Linked DNA regions of Sus scrofa: regions 1, 2 and 3 are each linked to region 4. The links are chromatin contacts, called in public HiChIP or PLAC-seq maps. All regions are on one chromosome and are shown on one strand. Each heading gives the region's core, a stretch centred on a gene start, on an enhancer-like site or on the middle of the called end of the contact. The rest is flanking DNA. Distances are from core to core; before and after follow the strand shown. Region 1 overlaps LONP2 (lon protease homolog 2, peroxisomal). Region 2 has its middle 28 kb from the start of SIAH1. Region 3 overlaps LONP2 (lon protease homolog 2, peroxisomal). Region 4 overlaps N4BP1 (NEDD4-binding protein 1).

Evidence for each region. HiChIP or PLAC-seq counts read pairs in DNA pulled down with a chosen protein or histone mark.
Region 1: a contact with region 4 is called in an H3K27ac HiChIP or PLAC-seq map of skeletal muscle. The contact joins two enhancer-like sites. A contact is called at or near these places in 5 of 47 Hi-C or Micro-C datasets (embryonic fibroblasts, epiblast stem cells, retroperitoneal adipose tissue and 1 more) and 2 of 2 datasets of contacts at active chromatin or transcription factors (alveolar macrophages and skeletal muscle).
Region 2: a contact with region 4 is called in an H3K27ac HiChIP or PLAC-seq map of skeletal muscle. The contact joins two enhancer-like sites. A contact is called at or near these places in 3 of 47 Hi-C or Micro-C datasets (retroperitoneal adipose tissue and skeletal muscle) and 2 of 2 datasets of contacts at active chromatin or transcription factors (alveolar macrophages and skeletal muscle).
Region 3: a contact with region 4 is called in an H3K27ac HiChIP or PLAC-seq map of skeletal muscle. The contact joins two enhancer-like sites. A contact is called at or near these places in 1 of 5 promoter capture datasets (liver), 1 of 47 Hi-C or Micro-C datasets (embryonic fibroblasts) and 2 of 2 datasets of contacts at active chromatin or transcription factors (alveolar macrophages and skeletal muscle).

The regions. Positions count from the first base shown.
Region 1 is chr6:36,375,868-36,378,703 of Sscrofa11.1, forward strand. It overlaps LONP2 (lon protease homolog 2, peroxisomal), which reads right to left. Exons shown (of 15, transcript XM_005664451.3): 13 at 2,063-2,270; 14 at 1,486-1,676. Among named protein-coding and RNA genes, the nearest start is that of SIAH1, 40 kb to the left of the region's middle. Within about 2 kb of position 1,579, at least 9 of the 83 cell types and tissues checked have an H3K27ac peak or open chromatin away from gene starts, as enhancers often do. A contact at or near this core is called in skeletal muscle, where this site is marked.
Region 2 is chr6:36,308,161-36,310,860 of Sscrofa11.1, forward strand. No RefSeq gene overlaps it. Among named protein-coding and RNA genes, the nearest start is that of SIAH1, 28 kb to the right of the region's middle. Within about 2 kb of position 1,446, at least 31 of the 83 cell types and tissues checked have an H3K27ac peak or open chromatin away from gene starts, as enhancers often do. A contact at or near this core is called in alveolar macrophages, retroperitoneal adipose tissue and skeletal muscle, where this site is marked.
Region 3 is chr6:36,402,385-36,405,164 of Sscrofa11.1, forward strand. All of the region lies in intron 11 of LONP2 (lon protease homolog 2, peroxisomal), which reads right to left. Among named protein-coding and RNA genes, the nearest start is that of ABCC11, 58 kb to the right of the region's middle. Within about 2 kb of position 1,412, at least 16 of the 83 cell types and tissues checked have an H3K27ac peak or open chromatin away from gene starts, as enhancers often do. A contact at or near this core is called in alveolar macrophages and skeletal muscle, where this site is marked.
Region 4 is chr6:36,172,925-36,175,624 of Sscrofa11.1, forward strand. It overlaps N4BP1 (NEDD4-binding protein 1), which reads left to right. Exons shown (of 7, transcript XM_003126990.5): 7 at 298-2,700. The coding sequence ends at 655. Among named protein-coding and RNA genes, the nearest start is that of N4BP1, 52 kb to the left of the region's middle. Within about 2 kb of position 1,352, at least 16 of the 83 cell types and tissues checked have an H3K27ac peak or open chromatin away from gene starts, as enhancers often do. A contact at or near this core is called in alveolar macrophages, retroperitoneal adipose tissue and skeletal muscle, where this site is marked.

The sequences.
Region 1 (2,836 bases), core at 329-2,828, 200 kb after region 4:
TAGCCCCTGGTGTGGGTCTCCCAGCGCCCTCCTGTCCTTCGGGTCCACACCTTCTGGCTCTGAGCCAGTGCTTTTCACCGGATTCCTGCTGGGACGTCTCCACCCCCAAGTGTGTTTGTTTCATCAGCCAGGACATTTCTGTCTTTAGAAGTTGGCCCATCTATCAGCAGAAGGGCTCCCCACTCACTTTTGACCGTTTGAATGGATTCCTTTTATTCTTTTTTTTTTCCCTTCCAATTGTATTGAGATATAACCAACATACAGCACTGTATAAGTTTAAAGTACACAGTATAGTGATCTGACTTACACCCACCACGAAGTGATTATCCCAGAAAGCTGAGTGAACATCCATCATCCCATATAGATACCAAATTAAAGAAATAGGAGAAAACTATTTTCCTTGTGAGGAAAACTCCTAGGATTTACTCTGTTAACACATTTCATATTAACACACAGCAGTGTTCATTATATTTACCGTGTTGTGCGTTACACCCCTAGTACTTAGTGATTCCCTTTATTCTCCGCTTAGCGGGCCATTCTGAACTATGGCAAACCTGGGAGCGTGCGGCCAGCGGAGCACTTGCTCACTTCCTTTCGGCGGCACAGCCAGTCTTAAGCCCCTACTGTCCACAGCTGCTGGGTTAAGGCGAGGAGAGCCACTTTCCTTTGCAGTACAGGTGGAGGACAGGTCACAGTGAATAAGCGTTAGGGCATGACTTTCTGGTTCAATTCAATTAAAAAAAATTAGGGAACCGAGAGCATTTTTAGTGACCTTAATTAGTGACTGTCTACTTCACCATTACCTCATAAAAGAAAGGTGTTCTCAGAGCAAAACTTTTTTTTTTTTTTTTTTCTTCTCATTTTGCTATGAACCCACTAAAACTTTCTTGTAGCCTGGTACTGCTGACGAGTGACTTAACCTTCTAAACCATCTCTCAAGTTCTATGCATTTTTCAGTGTTTTTATAAGTAGTTACAATATGGACTGGGGCCCCAAAGCCCCATATGTACACAACGTTTTCAAAATTTAACAATGAGACATGGTAGTCTTTACTGTATTGTACTACTTCTTTTCTTTAATTCTTTCCATCAATCTATCAACCTAACCCAAGTTATCTATAGGAGGGGAGGAGGTCTCAGAGGAACTTCAAAAGGCTGAGAACTGGGCTTAAGTTTTAAAAATAGCTACCATCCTATTTTACGCATATGCTCTATATTAACAACTAGAACAAAGCCTCAACTCCTCACCTGAACAGCTGATCTTTCTGATGACCAGACTGATCTATTTTTTTTCCCCTCAGCCAGTCTTTCTTAGAAGAGAAAACGTGGGGAAAATGTTTCGGTTTTTCCTTTATTTGATCAACATTTAAAAATACGAATTACAGATATAAAAATTCAATATGTGTTTTAAAACGAAGACAGTCACAGGAAGAAGGCAAACCACTATTAATTTAAAAACCACACAAACAGGTTTCTTCGTACTTACTGGGAGAACGAGACCTCGCAGTGTGATTTCACCAGTCATGGCTACATCTGAACGCACCAGCCGCCCACTAAAAAGTGAGGCGAGACAGGTTGCTATGGTAACGCCAGCAGATGGTCCATCTTTTGTGACAGCTCCAGCTGGGAAGTGCAGATGGATGTCTGTGTTCTCAAGAAGATCAAAACTTCCAGAAGCTTGAAAAAAGGAAGAAAGGAGTTTAATGTAGAAACATTCAACCTGTTTTCGTTCGCTCCCGTAAGAGAAAATCAAAGAGATAAACAGGAATGTTTGGGGCATATAACTCCTTCAAAATAGTAACGGGCAGTGCAAGTCAAGTGGGGTCTGGAAGCACGGTTTCCTTCTCTTCCAAAGGGAATGAAAAACAAACCCTTGGAATCAGTTTCCAGCTCAGGTGCCGGTCCACGTGGAACTAGAATCTCCGTGCGGTTCCAAAGCAATGGTCTGTGCTTTAAGGTGTAACTGACCGCTGAGGGCTCCTCTTAGTCTCTGTCACAGAGCCCGGGATGATCCCAAGGCGCTCTGCCCGCAGCTGCACCCCCGCCGAGGGCAGGCTGCTCACCGTTGGTCAGATGGTATTTCTTGGCATTGCTGCGGAGCCAGCTGATGGCGAGATGGGCCGACTCCTTCATGACGTCCCCGAGCTGGCCAGTCAGAGTTAACTGGCCCTCGCCGTCCATGCGACTCGCCTCCACGAACATAATTTCCCCACCCAGGGGGGTCCAGGCCAAGCCAATCGCCACTCCTGGTTGACTCAAGCGCTCAGACACCTTTCGAGAGAGAATCGAGGAAAATGATCGCCTAAGGCCAACAGGAGCCCAGATCTTTCCAGGCTGACCTACTGCAAGGGCATGTGCTTGTGCGGCGGGCTAAAGCTGCACCCCAAAGCACATGACTGGGGCCCCGGAGGGCTTTTTGCCAGAAGGCAAACTAAACTTCCCTCATGGGCATTTATCAGAAGCATAAAAATAGGTGTGAGCAACTCTGATTCTTAAGTACCACATCGAGTTACACAGACCCTAATTTTCAAGGAATAAACTCAATTGCTTTATCTAAATATTTTCATCAGGGGAGCTCCCGCTGGCCACAGCGGAACGAATCCGTCTAGTATCCATGAGGATGCATGTTCGATCCCTGGCCTTGCTCAGGGGGTTAACGATCTGGCGTTGCCGTGAACTGCGGTGTAGGTCACAGACGTGGTTCGGATCCATTCGACCCCTAGCCTGGGGACTTCCACATGCTGTGGGTGCGGCCCTATAAAAAACAAAAAAATTGTTTTCATTGGGCTGCATAGTTATAAATACTCCAGAGCCCGACTTCATGTTAGGCAATCGTG
Region 2 (2,700 bases), core at 196-2,695, 140 kb after region 4:
ACATAGCTGTTGGCCCGCCTGCCTCCCCAACTACACTGTAGGCTCTACAAAGTGTAGGCACGTCAGGCTTGTGTGAACACTGTTCCCTCTCTGACACTCGGAATTTGTGGAATGAATCTGTGGAATGAATGAATTTGTAGAATAAATGAATTTGGCAGAGAACTTCTTCACAAAACCACTACCTTGGGAGTTCCCGTCATGGCTCCGCAGAAAGGAATCCAACTAGGAACCATGAGGTTGTGGGTTCAATCCCTGGCCGCACTCAGTGGGTTAAGGATCCGATGTTGCTGTGAGCTGTGATGTAGGTTGCAGACATGGCTCGGATCTGGTGTTGCTGGGGCCAGCAGCTGTAGCTCCAATTAGATCCCTAGCCTGGGAACCTCCATATGGCATGAGTGCAGCCCTAAAAAGCAAAAACAAAACAAAACAAAACAAAACAAAACATGCCCACTACCTTGGATCAGCCAGAAGGTAAAGAAATCAGATCAGGCTTTCTGTCTACTTGTAGGATCTATGGAAGATTGGGAGGGAAGGGAGAGGGAGGAGAAAGAGAGACAAAGACAGAGGCAGAGCGAATAGGGGTCAGTCTATTAGTGAGGGTATTCATACATCTTCTCTTTCCTTCACTCCTATGAATCACCAAGAAGTAGTCGTATGAAATTTGTATGTTTCTTTGTTCATTTTCTTTTTAGGGCCGCACCTGCAGCATATGGACATTCCCAGGCTAGGGGTCAAGTTGGAGCTGCACTGCCGGCCAACACCACAGACAAAGCAACACCAGATCTGAGCCACATCTGTGACCTATGCCAAAGCTTGTGGCAACACCGGATCCTTAACCCACTGAGCCATGCCAGGGATCAAACCCGCACTTTCATGGACACTATGTCGGGTTCTTAACCCACGGAGCCACAAGGGAACTCCAAATGTGTATGTTTTTGGCACAGATCTAACCATTGGCTCTCATGTCCTGCAACCCAACTATTTCAAGAATCATTCCATCCAGGATCTTAGGTAACACCACCATGGGCAGAGCCACTAAGCGCTTAGCCAGGTGCCCACGGACGGTCATGCGCTGCACAGTAGACAGAGTAAGGGCCTTCGACTCAACTGCAGGTGAGAAGGGCAGAAGGAAGGGCCATGAAGCCATATATGGCTCCACTAGAGGGAAAAGGAGGGGCCAGGTCCCTGCACACAGCTCAGTTCCTGGAAAGAAACAGGACATCTTGTAACAGGACAGGGATGGGAGGGAGAATTCCTTTTTCCTGTAGACCTTTTGCAATATTGGAATTTTATTTTTTACTGTGGACATGGATGATCTATTTAAAAATCATTGGAATGTTGACTTTTAAAAGTGAAAGTAGTTAGAATATTTGCAGACTTCCTGACTCACTCAGAGCTTCTGCCCTCCAAGCCTCTGAGGAGGTGGCCCTGGCTACTGGCCCTGAACATATTTCGGCAGGTTGGCTAATCACACAGCATGGGCTCGCAGACTTCCCCTCCTGACACTGCAGTTCCTACACCTTCTTGGAATTTCAGGCCTTCTCAACTTTCCCCCGAGTGACTTACGGAGGGTGTTTGCCAGCGCCCGGCTGTCTGCTGGCAAGCCCGGGTGCTGTCAGGAAAGGATGTACCATTTTCAGATCCCAGATCTGGCCAGTTAGACCCCCTTTGGTCGGAGTAAATATGAGTATGAGGGGCCAGGGGGACTGGATGGGCCTTGCCCTCTCCAAGGTTTTGTTCCTTTTTAAAAAAAAAAAAACCTTTCTGTATCATTCGAATTTTTATAATCTGTATACAATTACTTTGTGAGCAGAAGACTTTGAGGGTGTAAACAGCGCCTGGTAAACTCCCAGAGGCAACCACCCCGCCAAGGGCCAATTCTGTGTCCTGAGGGAGAGGCCTCTGCTCTTGAGCTATGTAGGAGGCCACCCGCTTCGAGAGGGCTCACAGGTGACTCAGAAACACAGGCACAGGTGACCACGGGTGCTTTAGGCATGAGGAAGCCGCAGAGAGTTTTAAGTCGGGGAGTCCCATGTCTGGTCCACCCTGAGCCCTTGTGCTCTTGAAGGGGTCTAGGCTGGCCCCAGGCATAGCTTTTTATAAGCATTCCAATTTTTGGCTTATTTTCTCACTCCATCCTGAGCACACCAGCTCCTCCCTTCCCAGTTTTTACCATTTCATTAAATAAATAACCCCACCTGGTGCTCAAGCAAAACAATTCTTTTTACTCTTTCTTGTTTCTCCTCTCAATAGCTAGTCCTGTGGATTTCCTTCCCAGAATAAATCTCCAGTTCCCTTCTTCTCTCTACACTCGAGCCAGCATGACCAAAGCCCGGATCACCCATCACCTGGGGAACTGCCACAGCCTCTCACTGTCCCCTGATGCCCCTCTCGGCCCTCCGAGGTCCCTCTTGGAGTTAACAGTCAGTCTTGCTCAGGCACCGATCAGATCTGTTTGCTCAGATCTGTTTGCTCTCTGATGGCTCCCCATATGTGACATGAAGCAGAAACTCTGTGATATGAGCTGCAGGATTGGCCCCAGCAGCATCCTGCAACCCACCTGCTAGAGTTTCCCTGCTTGCATCCCACTCTCTATGTGGATGTTTATGGGTTTTCATGAAATTTCATGTTTTTGCATGTGTCTGCTCCCCTGGGACCTAGACTTCTTCATTAGAATCAGCTCCTTTCTTCTCCCCCAAA
Region 3 (2,780 bases), core at 162-2,661, 230 kb after region 4:
ATATCCTTTTATAATAAATTGGTAATCTGGTGTGTAAAGGGGGGGCTCTCCTTAGTTCTGAGCCATTCCACCAAGTTAATCAAGCCCAAGGAAGGGGTCGGGCGAACCTCCAATCTGAGCCAGTTGGCCAGATGTACAGGGAACATAACCTTGGGACTAACCTCTGAGTAGAGGGCAGTCTTAGAGGCTGAGCCCTTTGCCGGTAGAATCTGATGCTGTCTCCAGGTGGGAGTGTCAGAGCTGCGCTGAATTCCTGGACATCCAGCTGGCATCCCAGAACTGTTTGCCCATGTGGGGAAGCTTCCACACGCATGTTGGAATCAGGTCTTAGAACTCTTTTCGGCTAACAGCTACTCAAGCGAGCTTGGAAGCGGATCCCTTCCCTGAGCTGGAACCTCCACTTGGCTAAGAGCTTGACCAGAACCTCATGAGAGGTCTGGAGCCAGAACTACCCACCTAAACCGCTCCTGGATGCCCAACCCACCAGATATAGTGAGATGATAAATGTCTGTTAACCGCTTTAATAAGTTTCGGGGCAATTTGTTAGACAGCATTGAAGAATGCAAAAATCAAAAAAATGACGGGACAGATCCTGCAACGATTAGAAGACTGCTCCAAGAAGTCACAGACCAAACAATTTTGCTGAAAGCTACACAAAGCTCAGAGGCTATTTCCTGAAAACATTATATATAGTATTTTCTATTAATAAAAGAAATTCATGACATCAGAGAAGAGAATGGATGGGCTTCAGATTTGGAGACTAGTTGGGGGAAAAAAAAAAAAAAAAAGAGCTGCAAGGATCAAAAGCACTTGTTTCTCCTGCAGGAACAGCTTCCTGTTTTGGTTACAAAGGAGCCATGCTTAAAATAACCATTGTCACGCATGCTTAGGGCTGGAGAAGTCAATGGCAGGAAGCCACAACAAAGAGCCCTGAAAGTAGCCCGGACAGAAGTTGATTCCTCCCAAGAACTGGACCCAAGGAAGGCCCGTCAGATAGAGGCTCTCCCCTCGGCATCCGCAGGCCCCACCCCCAAGCCCAGCAGCAGGCAGGATGCCTCTTCTCCAGCCAGCATATTCTTGCTGAGAGCCAAGAGTGGTGACCCGGAGAATTACAATTAATGAGGGAGAACTAGTGCTGTAAACTTTGACTATTTCATTTTGATGCATTTTTAACTGTGGAGTTGTCTGGAAAGGATATACCCCCAAATTCAGGCTATTCTATCTGCCGTCTGCCACTGTTTGGTTGATTTCACTGTCCTACATAAAGGCACACATATCAGAGAAACAATACATGTCAAAATGCAACTCTGTCAAACCAGGATCTGGACTGAACTACAGAAACTGTCCTAGAGTTACATCTGTGGTCTGGCCAGCCCACTATTTCGTGGTCAGAAGGGGCCCCAGGCATCCATCCTGAGAGGAGAGGCATGTTTTCACTGACATCAAATCCTACTGCTTATGACTCATACCACCCAACCATTTAGCCCTTTTCCAATCTGCAGCTTCTATTTTCCTGCAGACTGGGAAGTAGATAGCTAAGGTTATAAAGATGCATCTGTGCACCAAGTCCAACAGGCGAGACTTAGTGTTTACTGGGGAACGTTGGGAAGGGACTTAGGAACCACACCCATCAAACCAAAGAGCTACTGGGAATCCTACTCAACTGAGATTTTCTTTTTTTTTAAATTTTTTTTGTCTTTTTGCTATTTCTTGGGCCGCTCCTGTGGCATATGGAGGTTCCCAGGCTAGGGGTCGAATCGGAGCTATAGCCGCCGGCCTACGCCAGAGCCACAGCAACGCAGGATCTGAGCCGCATCTGCAACCTACACCACAGCTCACGGCAACACCGGATCGTTAACCCACTGAGCAAGGCCAGGGATCGAACCCGCAACCTCATGGTTCCTAGTTGGATTCGTTAACCACTGCGCCACGATGGGAACTCCTCAACTGAGATTTTCTAACAGTCAATCAGGTGATGAACCAAAGGTACAAAGCAAAGGCTGCAGAGGCTGGTAACTCTCTGTAGGCTTTTGCCCTGCCTCCTTTGTCTATTCCCACTATTTCCGCTCGACATCTTCCTGGAGGGCCCAGCTAGTTCATTAGGAAAGAACTGAAATCAAAGGTATAGTGAGCAGAAAGGAAAAAGTGAACACTGACACTATCTGCATTTGTGGTTAACCGACGGTATATAAAGAAAATCCAAAAGAATCCACAGTTGGAATTAAGAAGGCAATTTGGCAAGTCTGCCGGATACCAGTCAATACAGTGTTTCCATACACTAGAAACCAAAAAAGTTAGCAAATGAAAAATTAAAAACACTATTTAGGGAGTTCCCGTCGTGGCGCAGTGGAAATGAATCCGACTAGGAACCATGAGGTTGCAGGTTCGATCCCTGGCCTCGCTCAGTGGGTGAAGGATCCGGCATTGCCCTGAGCTGTGGTGTAGGTCACAAATGTGGCTTGGATCGGGCGTTGCTGTGGCTCTGGAGAAGGCTGGCAGCTCCAGCTCCAGCTCTGATTAGACCTCTATCTAGCCTGGGAACCTCTGTTTGCCTAGGGTGTGGCCCTAAAAAGACAAAGGACCAAAAAAAAAAAAAAAAATACTATTTATGATAATACATGCACATACAAAGATTAACTAAGAATACATCTAAAGAAAAAATATACAAAAGCTCGCCACTGAAAACTATTAACACACTTAAAAACATGTATTAAGACTTAGGTAAATAAAGCTTGTCTTAAATTGGAAGAGTTGATAATATCAAATTGCTAATTCTCCCC
Region 4 (2,700 bases), core at 102-2,601:
CGCCTGATCTAGAGCCAGGCAGCCAGGTCGGCCAGTCTTCCCAGCAGCAGGCCAGGGAGGTGGAGTTGCTCGTGAAGAGCCATCATTCCCTGTCAAGAGCAGTCTGGAGTTGGTGTCAGTGGCATCCCGGCGGGCCCCTCTGTGGGCAGCTGCCAGGTGTGCTGTGGCTGCAGTCCTACATCTTGCCTTCAGAGGCCCGGGAGCAGGAGCCCCTTGAGCCTCAAGGTCAGCAGCTGGTGTTTTCAGACAGATTTCTTACTTATAACCCAGCTCACCAGGACTTGCTTCCATTCACAGAGATATGCAGCCCCTGCTCAACGCCCTGCCAAATGTGGGCATATTTGACCCCAACTTCAGAGTCCCTGGCCCTCAGGCAGGCAGCACCAGCCATCAGCCTCCGGCCCGGATCCAGGGCACGCCACCCAGCCACTGGCTTCCTCAGCAACCCCGCTTCCCGCTGTTGTCGAACCTGTCCAGCATCCAGCAGAACTTGCCCATGCCAGCACAGCGATCTGCTGCCGAAACCAACGAGCTGAGGGAAGCCCTTCTGAAGATCTTCCCTGACTCAGAGCAAAGACTGAAAATCGACCAGATCTTAGCAGCTCATCCGTACATGAAAGATCTGAACGCGCTCTCCGCCATGGTGTTGGACTGAAGCTGTCAGGAGCTGGGGCTCAGGGCTGAGGACGCACTCGCGCTGGTATCCGCACGGCACAGCCGCAAGTGACGTAATGTGAAGAAACCAATTTCCCAGTGGAAATGCTGTTGTAGTGTATAGAAAAAAAACAGATGTTCTGTGTATAAAAAAAATCTGGGTTTTCAAAACCAGCTTTTTTTCTATATATAAATTATGCTGCTATTACAGATTTAACATTTTCTGTAAAAGGAAAGTCTACATTTTCTGCCTGTTCAGAACTGTTTAATAGCAGTTACTCTTGAGTGTACTTACATTTTTATGTTTTTTAAACTATTTTCCTTAACGCTGAAAATATTGACAAATGGATATGATTAGCCTTTCTAAATAAAAAAAAAAAAAAGTTGCTTTCTTAGGGAAAGCAAGACCTCTTAAAGTATATTTTCTTGAGATGACTATGTCACGTCCACTAACATGCAGCGTGCTCATCCCTCCCAGCTTCCTCTACCCTCACCCCTGGAATTAGAGCCCTTGGAGTTAACTTGCCTTCTCTGGGGTCTTGTCGTTGGAGCCATTTGTGAGAGTGGACCAGTGGTGCCACTAGATGGCACCTTGTACTCAGCCATTATTAGTGACCAGGGCAAAGGTGGCCGCATAGAGTATCAGGGCTGGAAGAAACTAGAGTCCATCTAGTCCAGCCCCTCTTCCCTCCTCCCTGCAGCAGAGGGAGCTGGGCTCAGAGTGCCCCCGTCTGGACGCACCCAAGTCCACAGCTGTGGACCGGACTCCTGTCCAGGGCTTGCTGTCCCTGACGGACTCTAGAAGTCACGTCTTCGCTTCTGAGGTAATAGTGAGGTGTGAGGAAGTCAAGTGAAGAGCCTCATTGTGAGAGTACTTTTGTGTCCACAACCATGGGAAATGCCCCATATGAAGTTTGTGCAGCTTTGCCAAAAAAAAAAAAAAAAGAAAAAAAAAAAAGGTTTTCTATTCTCAAAAATGACCCAAGCCAGTAAATAGCATCAGTCGCTTCTGTGGGGGCCCAGAGCCCCGTATTTATTTTTCCTGTGTTTGTCTCTAGTGTCCTCCTAAGCTGCCTTTCCCCTGAGTCTTTCTCAGAACAGATATCTCAGTATTGTGTTTTCAGTGTGGCCCAATGTTTTGTGTCAGTGAAATTCTTTTTCTGGAAAATTAATTCCTAACATCTTGAGTGTTCTCCTGACCTTCAAAGGGCTTTGTATTTTATACCTGTTCCCTCCACAGGCTGCTCACGGTCAGTTTTACATCTGCCCTGTAGCTCACTTCTCTTCTGGCCCCCGAAACGCTGCCGAGGCCTTGGTGCTGGTTTGTTCTTCGTGGTGAGAGGACTTCGTCGGCCATGAGCGATGTGGGTGGCTCCCCACAGTGCTCCCTCCAGGCATGTGTGATCCCCACACCCCTCGGGGGGTGAGTCCAGAGTCCTGCAGGTGGCCAGCCTTGTGCTTCAGCTCTCTTTACTCCTGGCTGCTCTTAAGCTGCACCATGCCGTGAAATTGGTTGTCAGCTGTGGAGCAGGTTGGGCCGAGGCACCCACCCAGCTTCGGATGTGGAGTGAGAAGACTCGAGTCTGGCCAGGAAGTGACTTCAGTCACAGCACCTGTGCCTCAGCTTCACAACTGGTGGTTTTTAAAAATGACAGCAGACTGTTGAGGGCTAGGGCCGTCTGCAGTGACTCCGACCTTCCAGGTCAAGGTTTGGGCCCGTGGCCTTGCCAATCCAGCCCTCCAGTTTCAGAGAAGGACCCAGGGGGTGTGTCTCGGTTGCCAGGGCTTCATCGCAGGTCTTCCTGGAAGGGGGTGGAGCCTCCACTGATACCTAGAGGTCAGGAGTTTTCTGGAATCTAGAAGTGACTTGGCCTTTGCATATGTGAACTTCCAAGGTCTTAGTATTGTTTCTGAGAGCTCTTTCTGCCCCTTTCCTCATTCTTGGGTACAGGAAGGAAGAAATGCAGATGATGAGGTGTGAAGAGTTCAGAACAGCATTACTCACTCACCTTGGACAATTATAACTTGAAACAAAATTCATAATTC